2 separate regions of the Mus musculus genome follow, and region 2 is linked to region 1. A link is a contact called in public promoter capture Hi-C data. All regions are on one chromosome and are shown on one strand. Each heading gives the region's core, a stretch centred on a gene start, on an enhancer-like site or on the middle of the called end of the contact. The rest is flanking DNA. Distances are from core to core; before and after follow the strand shown. Region 1 holds the start of Gpr155 (G protein-coupled receptor 155). Region 2 holds the start of Prkra (protein kinase, interferon inducible double stranded RNA dependent activator).

The links. Promoter capture Hi-C pulls out the DNA fragments that hold promoters and counts their contacts.
Region 2: a promoter capture Hi-C map of cranial neural crest shows a contact between it and region 1. The contact joins the promoter of Prkra here to the promoter of Gpr155 in region 1. A contact is called at or near these places in 2 of 39 promoter capture datasets (cranial neural crest and liver).

The regions. Positions count from the first base shown.
Region 1 is chr2:73,382,495-73,388,845 of GRCm38.p6, forward strand. It overlaps Gpr155 (G protein-coupled receptor 155), which reads right to left and starts at 3,986. Exons shown (of 17, transcript NM_001190297.2): 1 at 3,771-3,986; 2 at 301-464. Gm13707 (a long non-coding RNA gene) reads left to right here and starts at 4,356. Exons shown (of 9, transcript XR_866430.3): 1 at 4,356-4,862; 2 at 5,956-6,081.
Region 2 is chr2:76,645,187-76,651,537 of GRCm38.p6, forward strand. Prkra (protein kinase, interferon inducible double stranded RNA dependent activator) reads right to left here and starts at 2,841. Exons shown (of 8, transcript NM_011871.3): 1 at 2,606-2,841; 2 at 1,939-2,108. The coding sequence starts at 2,670. It overlaps Pjvk (pejvakin), which reads left to right and starts at 5,087. Exons shown (of 6, transcript NM_001080711.2): 1 at 5,087-5,446; 2 at 6,212-6,351. The coding sequence starts at 5,236.

The DNA.
Region 1 (6,351 bases), core at 2,736-5,235:
CAGCTCAAAATATTTATGTTACCACTCTATTTTTAGAGTCAGACGTGCATAAAATAAGATCCACAAACAATACAGCTGCAGTGATGCCCTCTGGTTCTTTCTCTCCAGGGTTCCACAGCCCACCTCCATCTAACGGACAAGAGGTGGAGGCCCACAGGGTGCCAAGGACCCACTTGTACCCAGATTCTCCGACAGAAGTTCTCAGGGATAGTTTGAGGGGTCACACTGGAACCAAACGGTCCCTTCCAGCCAGTGGCTATGCTTGAGCACAAGGGAGAATCACAGTAGGGCAGGACTTACCAACTTGGAACCCCAAACTTGAGTTTTTGTGCTTCACCTTATCATCTGTGAGGTGCCAATATCAATGTCTACTTCAAGTAGAGTCCTTGCAGTCTAATCACAGCCGGCACATAGTAATCACTTATCCAAGCTGAATATAACTTTTGGTGGAGTATGAGGAAGCCCTATGAAAGAAAAAAATGATAGAAAAATGTCAGTCTACCAGCCTTCTCTTAGTTCCTTTTATGTAAATACAAACAGTAGCCTACAGTCCCTTGATGCAACAGGGGACTCTGTGCATGGAGTGCCCTCTAAAAGGCTCTCTACCATTTGCACTGCCCACGTAATTAGCACCTACCCAGCCACCAAACTCAACCATATGGTTTAGAGCCATTTCATCAAGTGAGGTTTCTTTAATCGCACAGTTAGGCATGATTTGTTCACAAATAAAATCATGATCCTTCCCTTTAGTCTGTTTTTCTCAGTTTGCTTATCCCAAGGCCTTCAAACTGACTTATGTCTGTTTCCTTTACCAGACTTTAAATGTCATAGCAGCAACGTCTTTACATACTCATGTCCCTAATATCTAGCACAATACCTGGTACATAGGAGGCATGGGGTGGGGAAGGCTTGATTCATTAAGAGTCTTCATTAAATTCATTAAATAACAACCTGTTCTTAAATCGGCCTCTTCTCCCCCATCGGTTCCCCCTTAGGTATTATCTAGCTCATGACTGGATTATCTTTCTTTTCTAGGTGATAGATGTTTTTCACAGCAGGAACAGCCCCCAAAATACAAACTGTATTCTGACGTTCTAAAGCTGTTCATGAGATTTTGAAGAGCAAGTTCTGTGTGCTAATGTGGCAACTGTCACACTGCCCCCCTCTTGCTGCCAAAGACACAATGAACACAAACTTTAGATAATCCTGAGGTGAATTGGCTTTGATTAGTAATTTGAAATGAATATGACAGTAATTGCCAATTTCTAAGTCCTTGTTCTAGGTTTACCATCTAAAGTATCCTTATATAAGATGGTAGAAAAAAATCTGGTGTCATTTACAATGCTTGGGCTAAGTTCTCAAACACCCACACCACATTCAAAAGACGTGGGTGGCAGACCAAAGAGCAACTAATACACAGGGTTCTGTAAGAGAATATTCCCTGTGTTGCTTTCTAGAAACCAAACCCTTTTAAAACCTTATATTTAATTGGGATTAAGACAAGTATTTCCTTTTTTCTACCAGGATTAGGCAGGAGTGGTCAAGAGAAACAAATCCTACAATATTCACATACTTGATCTTTCCAAATAAGCACTGAATTACACAGGCAGGTTCTGGTTGGCACACAGTCATCCTTGAAGTTGCTGGTCAACAATCAGACTTGAGTATGAAAACATTGGCGCCCTTAAGAAATGTGTCCTTAGAAAGGGAGTAAGGAAGGGGGTAAGAAACTGGTCCAGCCTTTTCCAAAGTTCCCTAGATTTCTTTGCTTGAATAACTCACAATCCCTATTTTTCTTTGCTTGGATATCTCACAATCCCATATTTGGACAACATAAGAACAACAATGTAACCGTGGGGGGTGAGGGGAGGAGAGAGAGAGAGCGCGCGCAAGCGCACATGCTTAAACAACAATCTTAATTAACAATAGATAATGAAAACTGTTGTAGACTTTGAACCTTAGCATTTATCAACTCTTTGGGTCAATTACTTTGCCTCCCTGAGTCAGTTTCCTTAACTGTGAAACGAGTGGGAAAACTCCTTAGCGAAACACTATATGGAAAGGATGTACTGTGCACAGCTCATCACAGAGGAGGTCTTCATGAAATGGGAGCAATAGTTCTAATGCCAAGTATGGTGCCCCATGCTAGGAACCCAGTCCTGAGAGACAGAAATAGGAGCAATACAAGTTCAAAAGCAACCGGGGCTGCATTGAGACGATGTCTCAAAAAACAGACAGCGTACACAGAATAAACCAAAGTGGGTAAGAGAGGTGGGTAGAGAGACTGCAGACCTAATGATAATGATTAAAACGGTAACAAGGTAAACAGCATTCATTGTCACAAGTAGCTATACAAACATGCCTAATATTAAAGATCCTCAATAGTAGACATACTAGATATTCCACAAAGTTACGAGTTTAGAATGTGTTATGAAGTTACCAGCCTCTGTTTCATACCCAGCAATTAAGAGTTGAATTGAGTTTGATCTTAAGTGGCTATTGACAGTGAAGGTGATGGCCAAGAGGTTTAACAACTTCCAGGTTCAACTTCCAATTAACTGAAAATTAAATGAAACTTTTTAAAAGTAATCTGTCCTTTTCCCCCTTTCAATTTTTCCAGTGTTATAAACAGTTCCCGAGGCAAATGAAAGTTAAAATGACTTCTAGTCTGACATAATGTCACACACCTGTAATCACAGCACTAGTGAGGCAGAGGCAGGAAGACCATGGGTTCAAGCCCAGCTACAAAGAAAAGCCAGCCAGGACTTAAATTAGCAGCTGTCTCAAAATAAGGAAGGGAGAAAAAAAAAAACTAAAAATAACTCTGAAGTTTTATCTCATACCATTTTAAACATGAAAACAAAACAAAACGAAAAACCGCTTCTTATGCACATTTTAAGATTAACAAGAACCACAACAAAGGAAGTTTTAAAAATGTCATCCAGTCCTTTAAACTACAAAAACAAGACTTGTTGCAGAACAAACAAGTTGTCCTATCACTGGAAAAGCCAATTCACTGGGCCAGACACTAGAAAACGAAGTATACAAACCATCTAGTCGCATTACATCTGACTTAGATAACATGACCAAAGCACTGAAATTGTAGGTTAAATGCTATTAAGTTCAAATGTGCTGCAGTACTGACTTGAAAGAAAAAGCTTTAAACTGAGGCTGTTCTCTTCTCAAACACTCCTATCCTTTAGACAGGAGAAAAGCCTAATGCCTTGCAGCACTATAAAAAGCACTCTTCAACATCAACAGGCACTCCAGTCACTGCCTTTTCCCTTGTCAATCTGCAGGATCAGACTTTGGCCCGCCAAGATAAGGAGTGCAGAGTCCCTGACCAAATAGATGATACCGAGGGCAGCTGACACCCGTGGAAGTGGAAAGCCAGGGCATGGGAGTCACAACGTCAGGTGCTCCGTAAAGAAGTATGGGAGAAAATTTGGCGCAAAGATCCCGAGGTGCTCAGGAGGGGCAGACACGAAGGCCACCTTGGGCTAAAGTAAAAAGTCCGAGATGACAATGTGAGCACACGTGCAACGGGGTGCTTCGCACCCTGGGGACCGCAGCTCTGGCACCAGAGGGGACAAGTCGTCCCTTGTGAGCAGACCATCTCCAGTGTTCCCGCAGGTTTCAGGCGCAGGCTCTGTGGAGCAGAGGCGGACAGGCGCAGCAGCTAGCCGAGGCGCCAGGGCAGCCTGGCGCTGCCCACTGGTCCGGACCCCAGGGGCAGGGGCCATTGCAAACGCAACTGGGGCTCATCTCACCTGCTAGGTCTGCAGCTCCGGCTGCAAGGAGAAGGAAGCCGATGCTCACAGAGGGCCAAGCAGCGAGCACACCGCCGTCATCTCCCGCCCCGAACCCTCTTGTAGCGGCGTGTGCCAGCGGCAGATGCCCAACCACGTTCCGAGAAAGGGAGGGGTGAGCCGCTGCGGTCCTGTCAGCTACCTTAGGCGTCTGCAGCCCGGTGCCTCCTCCCCGCCTCCGCCCCGCCTTCAGGCTCCGCCCCTGGCCTGGAGGTCAGAGAAGCCGGTCTCCATTCTGCCGTGAGGCCCCGCCCCCAAGCTCAGGACATGGCCCCGCCCCGCCCAAGGCCCCGCCTCCAGCATGGAGGTCCGCGTTTCAAATCTCCACCCCGCCGTCAGGCCACACCCCTAAGCTCCAGTGCTACACTGCACTCCGCCCTGGGGCTCCACCCCAAGGCCCCGCCCCTAGCCAGAAGGCCCGAATGCGGGTCTCCACCTCGCCTTTAGGCCCCGCCCCCAAGGACAAGCGACACCGCTCCACCCCCGGTGCCCGAGGCCACACAGCCCAGTCCCTGCCCTTATGCTTCGCCTCCGCCAAAGCCACTTGGCCGCCGGTCTCCCGTAGCTGTACTTCCGGCTTTTCTCTTCCCACAAGATGGCGGCCGGGTGGGGATTGGCAGTATTGGTTTCCTCCGCCTCTGCTCAGACTCAGGAAGGCCTGTCATCATTTCGGTTAACCTCAGCTTCCAGTAATCCTGTCAATTCCTCTCCTGGTTAGCCTCGTCATTGCATAGTATAGAGTTATAAATGCAAGGATGTGAGTTCAAACCCTGCCTTCTACCTTTCCCAAGCTAGCATGATCTTGACCTTCCTAAATCAAAAGAGATTAAAATATAAGCTTTAGTTGTGTGCTTGATTTAGAATACATTGCCAGCAGCGACTGCTTCTTTTTCTGTTGTGGAGGAACTCTGGCTGTATGCTCTTAGTTTACAGACAGGAATCTCCTAGTATTCTCGGAAGTCTACTGGGGCTTCTCGAAGTCAACGTGTGAAAATGAAGACATTTTCTGAAACAAAAAATATTTCTAATTTAAAGCCTGATCTCAGTGATTTTGTAAGTATTTCTTAAAAAGAAATCTTGCTTTGCAAATTTTACTGTTTTGTCTGGCCACTACTATGTCCTATTAATCTGTGCAGTTTTAGTACAAAGTACAGTACTATTTGCACCTTTAAATTAAGTTACTATATGGTTTACTAAGAAAATAAAAGCCGGGAAGGGAGATGGGATGGGGGAAGGGGGTTCCGAGGGAAAATGAGGAAAGGGGATAAAATTTGAAATGTAAATAAAGAAAATATGTAATAAAAAATGGGAAAAAAAAAGAAAAGAAAAGCCAAGAGCTGGCTTAAGGATATGAAGCCTAAGGAAAGGTGAGCAGAATTGAAACTATTTTTTAAAATGTAGCTTACTCCCTTTTGGTTCATTTTTTGTCTTTCTCACTTTTAACTATTAACCTAACTGCAAAAAAAAAAAAAAAAAAAAAAACAATACATCTGTTATCTCAAGGCTAAATGGATTCCTGCCTTGAAACTATGAACATTAGTCAAACTAAATATTTAGTGAACTTTGACTTTTAAAGGATTATTGAAAGACAGGCCTAGAAAGGAAAGTTAAGGCCAACCTGTAGGAGTTCCTTGTGTTAGCTTAGCTTAGTTTATCCTCTGACAGCACAGTAAGATTGGTACAATTTCCCCACACTGGAACATGTCAGTGGATTTTGTGCCTTATGATCTGGAAGCCTTCCCAGGATAAGTGGAGAGATGAAAGGCAGAAAGGACAGTATGGTGACTTTGGGACTAGCCAAGACAAGGAAATAACCTACTCTGGGCTAATGGTAGTACAAATGGAGTAAGTTTGAGGGGTGTTACAGAAGAACTGTAGAGCCGGACAGCTGAGAGAGGTAAAGAAGAGGAGGTGGGGAACATTAAGTTTGTTCTCATCCACTAAAATAAGGAGAAAGAAGCCAGGTAGAGAGCTTCTAATAGATTTCCCAGCTGTGAAATTCTGCTATCTGGAAATGAAGAACTATTTCAATGCGCTTACAAAGGAGGAAGGGGCTACAAAGAGTGAATTTGCTTCTAGACCTAAAATTGGAAACCCTGAGGCATTATCTATAACAATCTCTTGGACTTATCCTTCCTTCCGTCAGAGGCGCTGGGAGTTTAGACATCTGATTAAAACCCCTTGGGTCAGATCCCACTCCTGGAGGGAAGAATGAAGCGCTTCAGTGTTCTGTGAGCTGACAGTTCTTAAGAAGGCATCAGCACACGTCCATGTGAGTGTACAAGGTTATGTCAGCAATCCATTGCTATTCACTTGATATGCCCGTGTCTGCTTATAGTTAGCCCTCTCACCTTTCTGCTTGTTCGTTTTATCTGAATTATGATTAGACTTTAAAAAAAAAAACCAAAAACCAAAGTCTACAAGTCATAAGGTACTTTCTTTGGTTATAAGGAAATGGTGAACAATACTTAATAATTACTCTTTTATTCAACTACTATTTGTTAAAACAGATAAGCATAAAAACCCACCATAAACTGAAATA
Region 2 (6,351 bases), core at 1,591-4,090, 3.3 Mb after region 1:
AGACTCCAAGTTGAAAGAGCAGTTACAAGATGGGAGGAACTTTAGTCCAAGAGAAAGATAACAATGGTCTAGACCAGAGGTTGTCAACCTGTGGGTTTTGATACCTCCCCTGACTCCAAGGATTAGGTATTTACACTATGGTTCATGCAAAATTATGAAGTAGCTACAAAATGGAGTATGTAATTTCGTAAGTTATTAAGTAGTAACAAAATAATTCTAGGGCTGGGGTCACCACAACATGAGGAACTGAATTAAAGGGTTATATCATTAGGAAGGTTGAGAACCACTACTGTTCTAGAGCACAGGTAGCAAGAGAAAGAGAGATGCTGACTCAACAGTTGTCCAGAAGACAGGGATTTATGGCAACATAGACACAAAGACAGGGGGAAAAGGGGACAGGACAGAGTCAGCAAGACAACCTCAAAATTCTATTGACCAACTGACTCTGGTGCCTCCCAGCGGGGGGAAAAGGAATGTAAGAAAGAAAAATGAGTTTAAATGAAAAGATGGTTGAGTTCAGGACAAGAGTCTGAGATGTCTTTCCCTAATATGCCCAAGCAAAGATGCCCAGAAAGCACACAGGCAGATATGTCTGTTCCTGGCTGAAGACAAAGATTTCAGAGTTACAGTCTTTTTGTTTGTTTGTTTTTTGTTTTGTTTTGTTTTTCAAGACAGGGTTTCTCTGTATAGCCCTGGCTGTCCTGGAACTCACTCTGTAGACCAGAACTGCCTTGAACTCAGAAATTCACCTGCCTCCAGAATTATAGTCTTTAGATAGTAGTTGAAGCGGGGAAGGCTGAGAAGTTACGACAGGAAGACAGGGCTGTATGAGAGGGATCTAAGGTAGAGCAGTTGAAATAGGTTGCTCATCTCTAACCCAAATGCACTAAAATGGAAAATGGCTTTTCTTCTTGAACATTTCTCCCAAATATTTGAAAAATGACCAGCTAAAGTAGCAACGCAACTCTAACCGTGTGTATTTCCATAAGGAAACTTCCAGTGCATACTTACAACCAATCTACCCCACACACAAACATTTAAAAAGCTTCAGGTTTTTTTTGAAGTTGCTCCAATAAATATAGGCAACCTCAGGTCCCCATATTTGAATATATGATATGCTCAGACTAGCAGACAGTGGAACTTTAGCTTTTTCTAATTTTTCTTTGTATATTTACAAATTAAACTATTTAACAATTTTTATGCTTTCAGCTAAATAGGTATGTAGGAAAATAATGTCCACGTTTACAAATGGCAACTCTGGTAACCATTTTCTCAGGCTTAGACTAAAAGAAGGCATTAATCTGAACTTTAAAACTTCATTGGTGTGTGACCTTGGGCATGTAGCTTATGAAAAGGTTTTTAAAGTTGCCACTTCATGAATAAAAAGAGGAAACAATTTTATACAAAATACTTATATAGTATTTAGAACTAGAAGCTACTGTGCGCTGCAGCTTGAAGGAATACAGTATGGGAGTCTTCTATGTTTCCCTGATTTTTCATGGACACACACTCAAGCGTGGTAGGTACCAAGAATCCGAAGTTCCAGATGTGTCCATAAAAAGGGAAACTCGGAAAATTCTGACGGCGTGGCTACTAGCCTCTGCGCTGGTAACTTTGTAACTTTGAAAGGCGATAGCACCCACGGACTTGGCTATCGGAGCTCCAAGAATATTTCCAGTTTTTAATTCTTAAGAGGAACTTTAGCCGGCTCCCCAGGTACTGGAAAGTGTGCAGGATGCTGGGAGTGTCTGAGCTTCCTTACATCTTAGCGAGACAGAACTAGGGAGCGAAACAAATGAAGTTGATCCTGGAGTCTCTTGTCTTCAGAGTACACTCCCACAGCCATCTTAATTAAAAGGGCGCTTTTCCTTACTGAAAAGCAACATAGAATCAGGGCCTCCAATCCACATGGTCATGGGGAATTAACTGCATACAGACCTGTGCAAGTTATGTCACCAACGGTTACTCTGAAGGTGAAAGTGGGCACGTGTACTTGCACATCGGATCTTTCACATTCATAAACTGGAATGTTCTTGGTCTTCATGCCGTACTCGTGCAATACCTGAATCGGTGTTTTCCCAGGCTTAGCTGTTATCATCTTGCCCAAACTGCAAAAACCAGAAAAAAACGTAGGCATTGCACGTCAAAGCTGAAAGGGAAGCAAAAGCATCCACTTCTCAGTTTTGACAGTCACAAATGGTGACAAAAAGGTTCTGCAGCTCCCCAGCGGCCAGGATCAGTGGCAAGGCCTGGGCGAGCACCTGTCCCCGGGTGCTGCAGCCCATGGAGGAGAGTGGAGAGGTCTGTACAGAGAACTTGAGAGCGGTGGGAGGGATGCTGAAAGAAATCGGGTGGGCTTGGACTAGGCAGCTAGACACCCGGGTCTGCGCCTCAACACTGATCAAGTCCTCCCGATCGGCTAGCTGCCTAGGGTCACTAGAGGGGCGGGGCGCGCAGCAGACCCCCAGGGCCCGGAGGGCGGGCCCAGCGCCACGCCGGGAGAGGGGGGAGCTTTACCCAGAATGCTGCCCGACAGCCGGCTCCCTGCCCCTGCCCCGCTGCCCACCCGTCTTGGGCCTTGAGGCCTCGACGGCCCGGCGCTGACCTGAAGGTCCCGCTGTCCTCGCGCTGCAGCGGCGGGGCCTCGGCACGATGCCTGCTATGGGACATGGCGAGAAGGGACGGCTGGCCACAGCAATCAAGAGAAGTGTGGATCTGGGTCCTCCCTCTCCACGTCGGCCAGTTCCCGAGAGGAGCGTGCCCGCGCTGCCGCTTGGACGCCCCTCGAATCGCTGCCTGCCTCCCTCCAGCTAAGGGACAGGAGGAGAAGGAAGGAGAGGCGGGGCCTCGGCGCGGAAGAGCCGGCCACACCCCCTCTCTGCCCAGCCTCTCTGCCCCGCCCCTCTCTGCCATGCTCAGCCCCTCGATGTTCTTGCTCCACTTTGCCACAGTGCTCAGCCCTTTCCCGTTCCTCGGGCTCCGCCCTCTCTGCCAAGTTTCTGTCCTTCCCAGCTACCGCCCGCTCTCTAGTTGGGTTCCCAGAGCTTCTCAGAGCCCGGCCCCGCCCCTCCTGCGACCTGGCTCCGCCCTCTCTGCCAGTCCGGGCTCTTCCCAGCCTCTGCAGGCGCCTCCCCCCACCCCCCGTTCCGCTTCCAAAGCTTCTGAGCGCCCGGCCCCGCCCCTCACCCTTCTAGGCCCCGCCTCCATTGCATGTCCCGGCTCTTCCCGGCTCCTGCCTGCACCCCGCTTCGGTTCCCCGAGTTTCCCCTCCCGCCTTTAGTGGTGCAGAGAGCCTCAGTCCTTTGTCCTTAAAGGGAGGTGGCTTCCTTCTCAGCGAGAAAGCTAGTAGTAGGCTACGAGCCTAGCATGTTTGAGGAGCAAGGAAAAAAGATTAAGGGTTGGACTACTTTAAGAAAGATTTAAAAATTCGAATGGTAAATTACTAAGAAAATTGTGGATCTTGGCCCCGAAACTTGAGACCCGAGAGCGTCAGCTAAGGGGCAGCCAGTGGCTTTAAGAGCCCTGGATCCCTGGGCCCGCTGCTGTCTGGCGGGCCCGCTGCTGTCTGGCGGACTCTTGTGACCTGCTTAGGATAGTGGTTTTCATTCTTCCTAATGCTGTGACCCTTTAATTCAGTTCCTCATGTCGTGGTGACAACCCCTTCTCCCCCTCGCCAACTATAATATTATTTCTTGCTACTTCATATCTGTAGTTTTGCTACTATAATGCAACCCCAGGGGACTTGCAACCCACAGGTTTAGAACCTCTGCTTTGGGAACATGTGGGATCCCCAAAGAGATGCTGGAGGTGGAGTGCATAGCAAGGATATTTAGACCAGTTTCCAGGATTGCTCTTCCGGTTGACCTGTGCAATGGAGAGTGATGACGTTAACCTGGAACGCTCCACCTACAGAGTATGTTGTGGGTGTGTTAGCGCTTCAGAGCGTCTTAGAATTTGTGAACTATTTGCACAATGGCTCCTGTGTTTACTTAATGCTCTAGAATTGAATTCTAGAAATATTCTTACTGAGAGACTCCTAAAAGGTTTTTTTGTTTGCTTGTTTGTTTGTTTGTTTGTTTGTTTTTTAATGGAAGTTTTAGGTTGATGTACAAAAGTATTTGGTTCTGTGATGGAAATTTGTTTTGGTTGTATGAGAGCCCAAACACTTGGAAGCAAGGAAAAAATATCCGGAATTGAACCAAATTGAATTCTACTGGGGCTTAGGTTAAGCCTATTCTCGCTTTTATTTCTGTATAATATACACGGGTTACAATCCAATAATGCTATTACACTTATGTGTTAATGAATATCGTATTGTAACAACCACAGAGACACTCAAAATATATCAACCACCTATGGCCAGACAGTATAGGTTTGTTTCTAGAATTTAATTTAATGGATTCACAAAATTTCCTTGAAAATAAGCCAAAACTTTATGTAACTATTTTATAGGTAGAGTAATTGGATAGCAATGAGCAACAAAAAGGAGGTAAAATTCAGCAGGACTCTTATCAGTTGATGTAGTCTGAGCTATTAGTTTCAGAGTTAGAACCTTCCATAGTAGTTTTTAATATGTAATGTAATAGTAACTAAAAAGCCTTCAAGACCCTATAGAGATCTGCACCCAATTGTTTTTCTCTATAGTCTGTGAATTGATATGTGGTACTAAACATATAGTTTCACAAGCATACAAAAATCTGGATGAGAGACATGCCTGTGTTAGGATCTGTACACTGTGAAGCTTCAAAAAGTACTTTTCTGCTGCCAAAATTCACCTGCTGGACTTGTGAAAGAATTCCTCTTGGATGATGGCCACTGCAGATCATATCCAGGCCTAATGTTAGATTAGAGCCCACTTGCACCGTTTGCTGTGAGCCTCCTTCCAACTGGCTCATTGCTGGGGGGAAAGCCCTTTCAACTGTGGTCTCCTCAAGGACTTTGGTAGTTTGAATTAGTTTTCTCTATATATTTTAGTTCTGTAGGCTGCCATTCCGAGTTAGACTTGCTTTTAGTGTATCATTTACACTACCATCTATTATTCATTACCCGAGTTCATGAAGGGAGGTGCTGTTGTGAATTGCACACCAGCAAACTACTTGGTGAGCGTGGGCTTTATAGTTCTAACCTGCGTAACTGTATTTAACATCAAGGAAGGCTTAGTTTGGTGTCTGATTCTCTTCTTCAAAAATGGGTTCGTTGCCTGAGGGTCGCAGTTGATGACATCTTGATATTAATATGTTTGCTGCTGCTACCAAGAGCTTCGTTAAGCAAGTTGGAGATGGAGGGAGATTAGTCCCTGTCCCAAGCCTCAGCGAAGCTGACAAGTACCAACCCCTGAGTCTGGTGGTGAAAAAGAAGCGGTGTTTTCTGTTTCCTAGATGCAAATTCACATCCACTCCTTTCACACTTAAAGATATTCTCCTGGGAGATCGAGAAATTTCAGCTGGTAAGTTTAAATGTGCGAGAGTGACTCATGATGGGGCTATATCATTAATAACCTAACAGGGGTTGTATGGATTAATTATATTAACAATACGCATTTTAAGAATAAAATCAATTTTTATGTGGTAATAATATCATTCAGGTGAACAATGCTTAAATTTTTATAGTTTCAAATTGCTTATTGCTTAATTTTAAAATCAATTATAAGTTGTTTTTAACTAAGTGGGCTTAGAAAAATGATGTGTCTTGACCTGTAAAATATAGGATATTATTGGGTCTTACCCATTTACATGATCAAATAAATGAAAGTAATTTAAATTATTTTACAGTTTACTATAATAGGTAAACTCAGTTTTTTAGAAATGTGGGCACTGGAAGATTGAACTTGAATTTTCCTGCTTATAAACATACACTTTAACAACTGAACCATCTCCCAACCCTGAAATGAATTCTTTAAACTAGATTATAAAACAGACATGATAGTTAGTCATTGGCTATGGATATTTGTCTTTCTTTCAACTACTCAATAGATCTTTATTGATGTATATGTATTCTGTTGTATGAATAGGGAATTTGAGTTCCTGTTAAGTATTCTATTATTTCTTTTTGTAGCAAAATTGCCTGAAAAGCTACTTTCCGTATAATTTGAAATGCTGCTTAATCAATATTTTGGCCAAAGAATTTTTCAGTCATGTTAACATGATAATACCTAAAGTCTATGTAAGATGAATTTGAGACGTTTAAAAGATATTAAGTTTCTTCTCCAAAGGAATTTCATCTTATCAGTTACTGAATTATGAAGATGAGTCAGATGTTTCCCTCTATGGAAGGCGAAGCAACCATATTGTGAATGACGTGGGGATTAATGTCACTGGATCTGATTCCATCGCAGTCAAAGCTTCATTTGGT